Regions from separate parts of the Hordeum vulgare genome. Here region 1 is linked to region 2. Evidence: chromatin contacts called from public Hi-C data. All regions are on one chromosome and are shown on one strand. Each heading gives the region's core, a stretch centred on a gene start, on an enhancer-like site or on the middle of the called end of the contact. The rest is flanking DNA. Distances are from core to core; before and after follow the strand shown. Region 1 has its middle 83 kb from the start of LOC123442914. Region 2 has its middle 49 kb from the start of LOC123442912.

Region 1 (6,664 bases), core at 1,975-4,474, 160 kb before region 2:
ATAAAATGCTTATTACCATGAAAAAAAATGAAACGTGCGGCGGGCCAACCATTGCAAGTGGTAGTGTGGCCTGGGAGTGTTCCAGTTCCCCCACAGCTGGCCGTGCAGTACTTGCCGAAGTTCTCAGCTGGAACGTGCACGTGCTTCCCTTGATCGAGGCCAAATGCATGAGCCACTGGAGGACCTGCCACGGCAAGTGATCACTACTACTAGCTTGTACGGCTGTTGCACTAGTTTAAAGCCGTCGGGTTTGGTCCGGTTTGTTCAGCAAAACGGGAGCCACCGGGTCATGAATCTCCAACGTCCACCGTCAGATCTTCTGTAGCCGTTCGGACCGTATTATTGGATCATAAAAATGATCCACCACAGGTCTGTATCAGTCCGTGACATGCTTCGGACGTAATTTTCTCGTAAATCAAGAACAAACATGAAAAAGGTTTACGCGAGACCGAACATGAGAAACGTCTCTATTCAACACCCCGGTCCCATTTTCTTGCACTTTGTCCCTTCTCCCCTTGCTCTTCACCTTCCACCTCCGTCGCCACTCCTCCTTATACGTCTCCGATGGCCACAGAGGCAATGGTGGACGTTCGCTACAAGCACCAACGCGCCCATTCGTTGTTACGACGGAGCTTTTCACATTGTAGCCATTAATTTGTACCCAGGTACACTCCACCCGTTGTCAACGACCTTCATGGCAGACACCACGTCCGACACATGTTCGGTCCAAATGTCATCAAGCTTATTTTCAAATGTTATGTCGTTTTTTAATGTTTGAAGGATGGTAAGCTACTCGACTATGAAGAATGGGTTGTTGTGTGATGTGTGGTTGATCCTATCCGTGGATTTTGTAGGCAGGGCGTGAGGGGAGCCTTTCTGGAATCAAGTGCTTGAAACGTTTGACGCATGAAAGCACATTGCACCCTATGACATGTACATCATTCGACCACGCAATGTGAGGTCGTTGTTGTATCGTACATACTATCCAGATCAACGTCGGCAGGTTTTGCGACGTGGTTCATCAGCTCGAGGCAAAGTGGCCATTGCACGCGGCACAAGACAAGATTGTATGTTTATTGCTTCCCCTTGCTCAACTTGTCTACACGTTATATGTAGCTCACACGCGATGTCATGGCGAACCACATGAAAGAGGAATGATTTATGAAGCACCGATACTTCAAAATTATGTGTATCGCTGTTTAGTACTTCACCGATACTCCGATACGCCAGATACGACTTCGATACGGGTATCCCCAAACTATTGTCCTTTTCAATTTAAAAATAGAAAATGATGATACGGGTATCCTTGAAGTATCGTCGTTAAGTATTGTTCCTGCCTTGATGTTGTTGCTTGCTTTTTGTTGATTTTTGTGGCGTAAAATTACTTGCTGATGTTGGTGCTGTCTCCTATTGCTAGGAAAGAAGATACAAGTATACACCATGGTATCTTTTAGCATTCTTCATCATCATTTGAGCATTATTGATGTGTATTGCTTGCTGATTTTAGTTATCGTCATGTTCATAGGTGAGAGTTTTTATAAATTTATTGAGAATAAAGAGCTCAATGAAGATTATGCTCTCTATATCGTTATCAAGAAAAAAAAATCTAAAACATTGGAAGAATAGTAATATCCCCTTCATTATTTGGCTCACTCGTGCAATGCAAAGTTGCTCTTTATATATGTTTGTCATTTGATAATCTTAAGTTTTTAAATTTAAAAGGTTTGTTGATTTTATGTTATCATGTTAATAGGTATTGCAGTCTAAACTGGGTTGGGGCAGTCTATGGTCGTGTTACCCCTTGATGATAGTGAGATTTTTAAAACAAGGAATAAGGAGGCATGAAAGCAATTAGGCAACCAGTAGGATTGTACTTGGATCTCATGCCACATATTTTATTATGTTAGTTTTCATCATACGTCATTTTATTGTTATTTATATATGCTTATCAATCGTCGTATTGTTGTTGCTAGAAATTGTCATGTTTCGTATCGCCGTATCGGTGTTGCCGTATGTATGCTTCGTAGGAAATGATCATTGATGTACACACACCGTTGAATGAAGCTGAAGGGCCAACATGTTTGGATCGACATGATCCGTTGATAAAATTTTTATTAAACATCTGTTTAATTTAAGACCATGTTACACTAGACTGATATACATAGTATGTATGAATGATTTTTGCTATTTTTTATTTACACTTTAATGAATATCGTTCGGTTTGTTAAAATACGAATTAAAATACACTCGGTTAATGTTGGGGGTCGTATTTCCACAACCGTGTCTACGTGTCTTTATCCGCGAACGCAACCGTGTCTGCTGACTGGTCTCTTTGTCCGCAAATGAAGTGGAAGGAAATTTGCAAGTTACCCGCCAGACATGCCCTCACACGGCACCCTACTTAACCCAGCCACCGTGAACGTCCATGTGTGGCCAAATTCACTGTTTTGACCTTTTCGAGAATGTTAAACCGGATCTGATTCCGGTTGGGAAAAAAAATCGGATATGACCCTTTTGCTATCGTCAGAGTCTTTGACGGTAGGGTATAACAACCTACCGCCGAGGTCCCTGACGATTGGGTTGCACGCCTACCGTACAAAGAATTATAAATTGCGGACACAGTGCGCGCGTGTGCATACCGTCGGATACCTTGACGATAGGGTTACATGTGCTATCGTGAGCCCCCTCCGTCGGTAGGCCATTTTCTTACCGTCAGGGTCCGTGACGGCAGGTTGTCATACCCTATCGTCAAGGGCTTCGAAAATGTGAGACTTGATTTTTTTTTCCAATCAGGATCAGATCCGGCTTAATGTTCGGAAAAGGTCAAAACATTGAATTTTACCTCCATGTGTTCGCTTAAATAAGAAAAAAACCGGCTTAAAAAATTACGAAAAAAATAAAATGACCGGTGGCAGGTCCTGACAGGCGGTCAAAACAAGTCGACGTGAGCGGCTCGAGCGCGTGTTGTTGCGCCGCGGCGATCAGTAGCCACCTGCGCGCACTGTCTGCACGCGCTCGCTTTCCGTGCCCTGACGCCGACCCCTCCTCGTGCGCACCGCGCGCTCGCCGACAAGGGAAGTTCACCTTGCACACACGGAATTCGGGCCCCACTGCGGTGGCCGCCCGCATGTCAGCGGCAAGGGTGCGCTTTCTACGAGAGCCTGGGAAGGCTGGGACCTCCGCAGCCGGGGAGATGAGGCCTTCCCCGAGTGCGCCTCGCCCATCCCGTCAGCTCGTGCGAGCCGCGACCGGGGCCCTGGCGTCAGCTGCTCTTGGGTGTAGTGGTACGCAGTAGAGTGATGGCGAAGTTGTCGTGCGCTGCTTCGCGGTTGCAGCCTCCACTGGACAGCCCTGTCCAGTACTCCTAGATCGGGGCAGTTCGACGCGGGTACCGTAGTACGTTTGCTGCGTAGCGCCGATCCGCGCACAGCCGTGTGGTAGGTATCGAGTCGAACCACGAGGCGGCCGGCCGCACGGTGACTCTCGTGGATCGATCATCACCTGCACGCCTAGTTATTTCCCGGCTGTGCTGAGGACGTGCATAGAGCCGGTTCGTGGGAATCTCCAACGCCGTTCCCTGAAACGGAGACAATGGCCGCGTTCGTGAACATGGATATGGAAACCGGTCGTCCACTTTTGCTTCTGTTTTCGCAGTTTTTTTTACTTTGACCAAAAAGCCATAAGAGATTCTATATTTTGCTTTTGCAACCTTTTTCATTTTAACCAGAAAAACATAAAAGCTTCAAAAACACATATTTAGGGGATTTTATGCTTTTTTTGGTTAAAGTAAAAAACTGCAAAAACAGAAGCAAAAAACAAACAAACAAGACCTTAGTATGGACAAATTAATGTTGATGCTCACAACTTCTAATCATAATAAAAGAAGAACTTTTATTTTAGTGTCCCCGTTGCTTTGGCCTCCTTAGTTTTGTCCGCGGCAACTAACGTTGCTCACTTTGCCCTTTCTACTCCACGAGCTGCTCGCAAAAGCTCAAATGGAGATCCTTCGTCCGATCAAAGCCTTTGACCGTTACTTCCTCATTTGTGGAGCGACATGATATCCTGGCAGCTGGGGTCGCTCCACTCTCTCTCAGCACATTGTTGACGTGGTACACTCGTGACATGTGGGGTCGAGGCAACATATGACATGCGGGTCCGCTTGAAACACCGGTGGGTGGGGTCTGGCCACTATCTCCCCATAGTGTTGACGCTGAAGACCCTGACTTGTGGGGCCGCGACAACTTATGAGAGGTGGGGCCTAGGCAGCTTATGACACGTGGGTCGACGTTGCGTATGAGAGATGTGGTATGTTCTCTGTGTCATTTATCAATGATCGACCATGCTCAGTCCCGAGCACCTTCCCCATAGAGCAGCCATAGCCATGGCCGAAGCTTGCCTGCATCATCGAACCTGATTCCGGCGCCGACCGGCGGCCGGCTGCGATGCACGTCCGACCATTATTTCTCTTCCCTCATCATCCCTCTAGACCAACGTACAACACGTAGTGCTATCGCCACACCCCCTCCCCACCATCTGGTTTTGATGTGTCACTTCGATGACAGCTACCGACAGTTGTGTGGCATTTCGTAGTAAGCTCTTGGATCCCGATCCACCTGATTCGAGCGCTTGTGTACCCTTTCCCTTAATCTTGTGAGAACACCTAATTTGAGAGGCGCTCTCGTGATAAATGTTCGGTCGCAGCGGCTACAACATCGAGGGGGGGGGGATTCGATCATGTCTTGCCCACGTTCACCTACACCAGATTCGGAGGATGTTGAGGTAGTTAGCGCTCACGGCCTATTTGAATTATCCCTTGCTTAATTTGTAGTGTTAATTGACTTTTGGATCGATTATTACAGTTTAACAGGCAGGCTGATGATCCTTGTTATATTGCATACCAAGATGAGTCAATCGAGTGGGGTAGAGAGAAGTCGGCATTGCACGAGGCGGTGGCTAATTTGGGTGTTGAATTAGCGAGTAAAAACAAATTAATTGGTGAGCTGAAGCGTACTTTTACGGAAGAAAGGAGAATTGCTCACAACGATAAGTTGCTATTAGAGATTGATCTGGCCATATTTGATCATTTGGTATAGGAGCTAAAAATTAATGGAGATGAGAAAGTAAGAGTCATACGAGGACTTGAGTTGAAGGCAAAGGAGAAAATCACATACATGATGGCACTTATCATAGTTTCCAGCTATTTACTAGCTCTTTACTATGTAGTTAAGGTAAATGGATATAAAATTATGTAGATATCTCCATATATGATGTGCAAGTTTGTACCCCTAGAATCTGGTCAAGATGTGACATCTTAATAACCGCATGCAATGTAGTCAACATGATATGCATCTTTGTTTGTAAAAGTTTTTTGCAAAAGATATCCTTCCTTTCTTTTTATTAGGAGTTCACACAATATCCAATTTCAATACAATTCATATGCTATCTGGTGTCTACAAATAGGAAATTTAAGGAATTGAAAACATCATAGCCTATGAACTGGTTCACTTCAAATTAGCCTTGCATCCAAATTTTTAGGAACCCGAATGTTTATTACACCAAATGTTCAAGATAGCATCTTGCCAAACATAGCAAATAATGCTACTACTAATACACATTTAGTACAAATTTCTTCTGCTTAACCTTAAGTTGGTTAATAGCAACAAATTTTTCAGCATATTTCTTTAATAATGCCTCAATTTGCATATCCTTCCTGCTAATGAAATCATCTATTTAAGCCTTCTTTTGCAACAACTCTTGATTCATGCTTTGCCGGCCTCTAATTCAGCAAGAACTTGTATATCCGCCTTTTTTATTTTGAGCCAACGCACAATGTCACTCAAATCATCAAGTGTCGATCCAAGAACTCGAGCACTTTTGGACCAGCCCATTCGTAGAACAAATAACCACAAACCTATGATACTAACACTAGTTAGAGTCAAGATTATATTTTTTATTTAATGGCCAAAACACTTGGGAAATGAGAAGAAATAGGAAATCACCTGAACTCTTGTGCAATAGTAATATCTTTGTCCTGGGTTGGCATTGCTCCAAGAAATCCACCTGGAAGCCTTCTTCTTGCACCAACATTCTTTATTAGGAAAATATTCCAACGACTTCTCTCTGTACGGTATTAGGGAACAGAAGGTGGATTCCTCCTTGTTGTACCATGTAGTGTTGTTGAGGTTAGAACTAGACATGTCCTAACTTTACGCAGACTTGTAAAATTAAACAAAAAATTCAATGGTCATAAAGCATTAGTAATAAAGTAGCTCGATGTGTAGTGGCATTAGTGATAAACTAGCTAAATGTGCATTGGCATTCGTGATAAAGTAGCTCGATGTGCGATGGCATTGGTGATAAACTAGCTAAATTTGTAGTGGCACTAGTGATAAACTAGCTAAATGTGTAGTAGCATTGATTATGAAGTAGCTCGATGTGACGTGGCATTGGTGATAAACTAGCTAAATGTGCAGCATCATTGGTGGAAAACTAGCTAAATGTGTGGTAGCATTGGTGATATAGTCGCTCAATATGTAGTGGCATTGGTGATAAACTAGCTAAATGTGCAGTGGAATTGATGATAAACTAGCTAAATGTGCAATGGCATGTGTGGTAAAATAGCCAAATATGTAGTAGTAGTGGTGATAAAGTAGCTCAATGTGTA
Region 2 (6,882 bases), core at 2,381-4,880:
AGGGCGGTCACCGAACCCGTACAAATGGCAAACCTTGGGGGCGGTCACCGAACCCGTACACGTGGCAACCCTTGGGGGCGGTTACCGGTACCCGTACAAATTTCTCGGGGCAATCTCCACAACCTAATTGGAGACCCCGACGCTTTCCCGGAGCTTCACACTACAATGATTGAGCTCCGAGACACCACCAAGCTTCTAGGACGCCAAAGCATCCACGAAGAACAATATCTAGGGTACTAAGTACCAAAGGTAATAAGCTTCTCAAACTTCACTTCCACATATCACCGTGGAGAACTCAAACCGGTGCAACCAATGCAATGGCAAGAACACACGAAGTGGTCAAGTCCCTCACACTCAAATCCCTCCACAACAACGAAAGCTATGGAGAAATATGAGAGGAAGAACAAGGAGCTCACAAAGAACTCCAAGATCTAGATCCAAGGGGTTCCCCTCACATAGAGGAGAAAGTGATTGGTGGAGATGTGGATCTAGATCTCCTCTCTCTTTTCCCTCAAGAACAAGCAAGAATCATTGGAGGGATTGAGAGTAAGCAAGCTCTAAGAATGTCAACAATGGAGGTAGAACAAGAGCTCAACGGATAGATAAGGCCAAGGGGGAAGAAGACCCCCTTTATATAGTGGGGTAAGGAATCAGACCGTTACCCCCACTTACAGCCCGAGCCTGGCGGTACTACCACTGGCTCCAGCGGTACTACCGCTGACTCTCCGGCGGTACTACCGCTGGCTGCAGCGGTACTACCGCTGAGCCCATGGTAGCGCAAAGATACTACCGGGCCAACCACCGCCAAGAAAGTCTTCGCAAAAATGTCCGACGCACTACAACCGCAAAGATGACGGTACTAAAAACTTGGAGCGGTACTACCGCTGGCCAGGGGCGGTACTACCGCTGGGACAGCGGTACTACCGCCAGCTCTAGCGGTACTACCGCTAGGGCCAGCGGTACTACCGCCACCTCTAGCAGTACTACCGCTAGGTCCAGCGGTACTACCGCTCGCCACTGAAACAACCATAACTTTCGCATACGAGCTCCAAATCGAGCTAACCCAAGCTTGTTGGATTCAGGACGTCAAGAGCTATCCAAACAGTTTGGGTCTTGTCCATCACATGATTCTCCTAATGATGTGATCCCATTATCAAGTGACAACACTTGTCTATGGTTAGGAAACCTTGACCATCTTTGATCAACGAGCTAGTCAACTAGAGTCTTACTAGGGACGGTGTTTTGTCTATGTATCCACACATGTATTTGAGTTTCCAATCAATAAAATTATAGCATGGATAATAAACAATTATCACGAACAAAGAAATCTTAAGACCATGCAGATATGAAAATGCCAATGATATAGAGATGTGAGTCCTCTATGAATGAAGAACCGGCAAAAACTCCAACATCGAAAACATCATAGTAGATGCATATGGACTCTGTTTTCGATGAACTCGAGCTTGTCACGAAGATGACCATAAGCTCTAAAACTCACAAAGAGAAACACCAAACAAGAACCAAGAAGTATGATGCAAGGATGCAAATGGTTTGAGCTCTCAACGAACGATACGATCAAGCTACTCACTTGAGAGCCCCCTTGATAGTACAACAATCTATCCTAAACAGAAAACCTATCAAGGGCAAACCTATACCTTGCACCTCGTCCTCTTGAGCTAGATGATGATGATCTTGGCTTCCTCAAGATGGAGCACCTTTCTTGATTGCGTTGGCTTGATGAAGACTAGTTGATTGCTTCCCCATACTCACTATGGGTGAGCCACTCTTCAGCATATCTTCACAAGTCCATTGCCACCACAATGGATGGCAAGCTTCAAGCATGGTATCTTCGTGCTGATCCACTTGAATTTGCACATCGCAATCTTGATGACGATCACAACTTGACGTCATACTTCATGGGTTGTATGAGATCTTCCCTTTGACGCAAGCCCATGGAAACACACCTAACCCCCACATAGAACTCTCACGAAGACCATGGGTTAGTACACAAACACGTAATGGACAATGCTTACCATACCATGGGATCGCTTGATCCCTCTCGGTACATCTTATACGCTTTGTGTGTTGATCATCTTGATTTACTCTTTGTCTGAGATCTTGATCAACCATGTGTCTCTATAACCATTCTTTGGATAATACCTTGAATACCATCTTGGTCATCATATAAACTCCTTGAACCCAACAGATGGACTTCAAGAAGTGCCTATGGACAAATCCTATAAATGTAACTTAAGGCAACCATTAGTCCATAGGAATTGTCATCAATTAGCAAAACCACATATGGAGATATATGCTCTAACACTGCTGCTGCAGCAACATCTTTTATTACAAAAAAAATATACGACATCATCAATGTCCTAAAACTAGGAAAAAATCTGCAACACATCCTGCATTCCAAAAAAATTCCTGCAATATGAGCTCGGTTGCAAAAGTTCCGCAACACTTTCTTTGTTGCAATAGTAAAAACGAGGTTGGGTATGCCGCCAGATTTAAATGGCAACACGCACTTTGTTGCAAAAAAGTCTATAGATGTTTCATCTTTGGTACAACAAATAATCTATAACAAACTCTGTTATAAAAAAAATCTATGAATGTTTTCGTAACACAATCTTTGTTGTAGATAATATTTTATGACAAACTTTGTTGCAAAAAAAGTCTACACACGATTTTCCGACATGATCTCAATTGCAAAATTTAAGATACCGATCACGCTAGATCTCGCGGCTAGAGACCCGGTCAATCTTTTAAAAAGACCGGCGGACACGTAGCAACGTCCTATTACTAAGTGAAATTTTAGATAGCCATGGCATGTGGGACTGTACTATTATTTTTAGGCTATGAGTTGAATATTCTCTTTATGTTCTAAGTTGTGCTAGTCATTTTTGGAAACAAAAAATATGCCCTTTTCTAGGGATACATGTTGAATTAAGTTTGTCAAAGTTAATTAATCTACTGGCCTAGTGGCAATGACGCCCAGTATTGGAAGAACAGGAGCATCATGATGTTAATTCCCGTTTGCCGCATACTGTGCCGAAGGGCCTATTCTACCTATCATAGTGAACAGGAAGTCGAATGATGACTTGTGAGCACAGGCACATTGGGGGAAAATCCTATTTGACGCTTACTACGTCAAAATGTTGGTCTTTCGCATAAGCCACCCCTTGAAGCGAGTAAATTGGGCCAGTCCACTCAGACACCCGGTTTTAGAAATATTCTAGACTTTTTCAGCCTTTTTTCCGGTTTTGGGAACTTTCTAGAAGATTCCCTGAACCGTTTTTTTTATTGTTTTTGTTTCTGTTTCAAAAAAAAATCGATTTTCAAAAAATGTTTTGTAATTTGAAAAAATGTTCCGGAATTCCTAAAATATGTTCCGGAATTTGAAAATATGTTCTGCAATTTCCAAAATGTTACGAAACTTTTATCAAAATGTTTCAGATTTTTCAAAAAAATGTTCCGAAATTTTAAATAAAATTCCGGAATTTGAAAAAAATGGAAAAGAACTATTTTTTTTAAATTTAATAATGGGCTGGCCCAGCCAGGGGCGCTACACCCTGTGTGCGCGACTCCTTGCCGCAACACGCGGCCAATATGACCCCTATACAGGGCAAACCCTATTTAACGCCACAGGTGCCGTTTAAAGGTGAAATATGCTAACCAGCGTCTGCAGCACTCCGTAATGGGCCGGTCCATTTAGAAAATCTTTATGATCTTTTTTAGCCCGTGAACTGTTTTAGCCCCTGAACTTTTTTTAAATCTGTGAACTTCTAAAAAAATCGTTAATTTTTTATGAAATCGATGAACCTGACTGAAAATTGATGAACACAATTTAAAATTTATTAACGTTTTTCGAAATCATTGAACTATTTTTCAAAATTGATATTTTTTCAAAATTGATCATATTTTTTCGAATTCTATGGAGTTTTTAAAATTCATGAACATATTTCCAAAAATCGTTGAATTTGTTTCATAATCATTGAATTTTTCTCGCAGATCTGAACCTTTTTAAAATTCTGTGAACTGTTTTTGATTTTCTAATAACCCACGAATTTAATAAGGGCCGGCCCACGAAGAGGGCCGCTGCAGGCGCCCGTTCCCCTACTGGCGCCTGAAGCGCCACACAGGACGTCCCCCTATACAGCGACCTGCACGCTGGGAGACAGGGCAGCCCGCGCCCCCTCACTCCCAAACGCGAGCTTGGGCCGGCCCAGGTGCGGGACGGGGCTCCCATTTTTCGTATTTCATTTTTTGCTTCCATAAAAAAGTTTAGAATTTCAAAAATAGTTTCACTAATTGATAAAAAGTATTCATGAATTTTCAAAATATTCACAAAACTATAAAATAATGCTTTTATAAACATTTATTGTCCAAATTTTATTTTTATGACCATTTTATGTATTTTTATGAAACTAATTATAATTTCGAATGAACCCCTTTTGAATTTAGATGTTTTTTGTATTTTGATATATTTTTTTGTATTTTTATGAATTGTTTTGTACTCGATCAATAATTTTAAATTTAATGAAAATAATATTTTGATGAATTTTTTTTGAATTCAAGAACATTTTATGAATTCGTGAACATTTTGTGAATTCATATTACATTTAGTAATAATATGAACATTTATAATTTTTATGAACATATTTTCCATTTTGTTGAACATTTTTTATTTTTATTAACAACATTTTTATTTCAAACATTTCACCAACTTGAAAAATATATTTAAAGTTAAAATTAATCAGAGATTTGAAAAAAAATGTTTCAAGATTTCATACAATGTTTGTAAAGTATGAGAAAACTAAAAACATAAAAAAATGAAAATGAAAAAAAACAAGAATAAAAAGGAATATGGGTTGGAAGATTCGATAACCTTGCAAAAACCGCAAATGGCTACCTTGGCCGGCTCAAACATACGCAAACCTGAAGCAGGCGGGTGCGCGCGGTCGCTGGGCAGCGACCCGTGCATCAAATAGGATCAGCCGGGCACATCGAGTTTGTTTTCTTTTTTGAAGTATAAATCTGTTTGCCGAAATTAAAAAAATGTATTTTTACGGGCTGAAAAGTTCTAAGTTTTTGTAAGTATAGCAGTGTTCTATAACGAGCCAAATGTTCATCAAGTGTGCTTGCCTATGAGAGATACAAAAAGAAGGGATAATACATGCAGAATTTGGGCTTCCTTTAGGTTTTTGTTGATTTTGGACCGAAATTTTGTATTTTGTGCAGCGTATTATTTGACGGAATTTCACACCTACTTAGACTACATGTATGCATATTCCTGTAAAAACATTCGAATCTTTTAAGCACCATATTATAGACATTAAAGAAAAGTGATCCAATGCCCCCAAGCACTGAAATTCTGCTTTAAGGAAATTTCTTCCTATCTAACTTTTACCTGTTTTGAGAACCTTCCAGAAGGTTCTGGTCAGGGTTTATCATATACCGATCCCTTCGTATAGAATTAATTGTCACTCAAATATAAAATTAGCATCTCTCAAATAGATGGATATCAGTTTGAACAACAACTAATAACGTAAGAAGGAAAAAAAATATTGTCCTCTTTACCTTTAAATATAATTATCTAAAATGTAAAAAACATGTTATTTTAAAGATGTTCAGACTTAAAAAAGGATGTTTCTAAAAAATAAATTTACAAAAAATGGACTGTTTAAGAAATAGTAAAAAATTCAAAAAAATGCGTTTTAGGAAAATCTTGGATTTTTACAACATTCATGTTTTTAAAAATGATCGAAAAATTCCAAACATGTTCCTGTTTAAAAAAATATCCAGCACGAGCTTGAAATCCCAATTTCAGCTCATGGAACATCTCATATGCTCTGTGACGTTCAAAACGTCTTTGAAGCCTCAATTCAAAGCCTAAAGTATGACGCACTGAACTATCAAGTAGTCATTAAAAGCGTGCTTGTGGGATGTACACGACAACCACATATGATGCTTGAGGGGTGACACACCGAGCGGTGCATCAAGGATATAAGCCTTATGTGCAGCAATGAGGGAAATCCTGAGTTTACGGACCTAGTCCCCATAATTTCTACTATCATCTTTCAACTTAATTTTCTCTAGGAACGCATCAAAAATACAGGGGAGCTACAGCGCGAGCTATTGTTCTACAACATACTTTGCAAAGACAGCTTAGACTGTGTTCATGATAATGAGTTCAATTAATCATATTACTTATGAACTCCCACCCAAATCAACATCCCTCACGTTGCTCGAGTGTAACATGATCCAAATCCATCAACCCAAGTCCGATCATCACATGAGATGAGGTGTTTTCGATGGTGAACATCTCCATGTTGATCATATCTACTATATGATTCATGTTCGACATTTCAGTGTCCTGTGTTTCGAGGCCATGTCTCTACATGCTAGGCTCGTCAAGTTTAACCCAAGTGTTCTGCATGTGCAAAACTGGCTTACACCCGTTGTATGCGAACATAAAGTCTATCACACCCGATCATCACGTGGTGCCTCCAAACGACGAACCTTCCCAACGGCACACGTGGGAAGAACACAATTTTATCTTGAAATTTTAGTGAGGGATCATCTTATAATGCTACCATCGTCCTAAGCAAAATAAGATGCATAAATGGATTAACATCACATGCAAATCAAAATAGTGACATGATATGGCCATCATCTTGTGCTTTTGATCAACATCTCCAAAGCACCGACATGATCTCCATCATCACCGGAAATGACACCATGATCTCCATCATCGTGTCACCATTAAGGTTGTCGCCCCAACTATACTTTTATCACTATTGCTAACTCATAGCGATCAAGTAAAACAAAAAGGCAAGACTAATTAAAAACAACCATATGGCTCGTGCCGGTTGCCATACT

Evidence for each region. A called contact is a pair of places that touch in the nucleus more often than the background predicts.
Region 1: a Hi-C map of leaf shows a contact between it and region 2, with 2.3 times the contacts expected there. The contact joins two enhancer-like sites. A contact is called at or near these places in 4 of 6 Hi-C or Micro-C datasets (leaf and seedling).

Annotation. Positions count from the first base shown.
Region 1 is chr3H:47,654,566-47,661,229 of MorexV3_pseudomolecules_assembly, reverse strand. No RefSeq gene overlaps it. Among protein-coding and RNA genes, the nearest start is that of LOC123442914, 83 kb to the left of the region's middle. Within about 2 kb of position 3,224, at least 3 of the 3 cell types and tissues checked have open chromatin away from gene starts, as enhancers often do. A contact at or near this core is called in leaf and seedling, where this site is marked.
Region 2 is chr3H:47,490,914-47,497,795 of MorexV3_pseudomolecules_assembly, reverse strand. No RefSeq gene overlaps it. Among protein-coding and RNA genes, the nearest start is that of LOC123442912, 49 kb to the right of the region's middle. Within about 2 kb of position 3,630, at least 3 of the 3 cell types and tissues checked have open chromatin away from gene starts, as enhancers often do. A contact at or near this core is called in leaf and seedling, where this site is marked.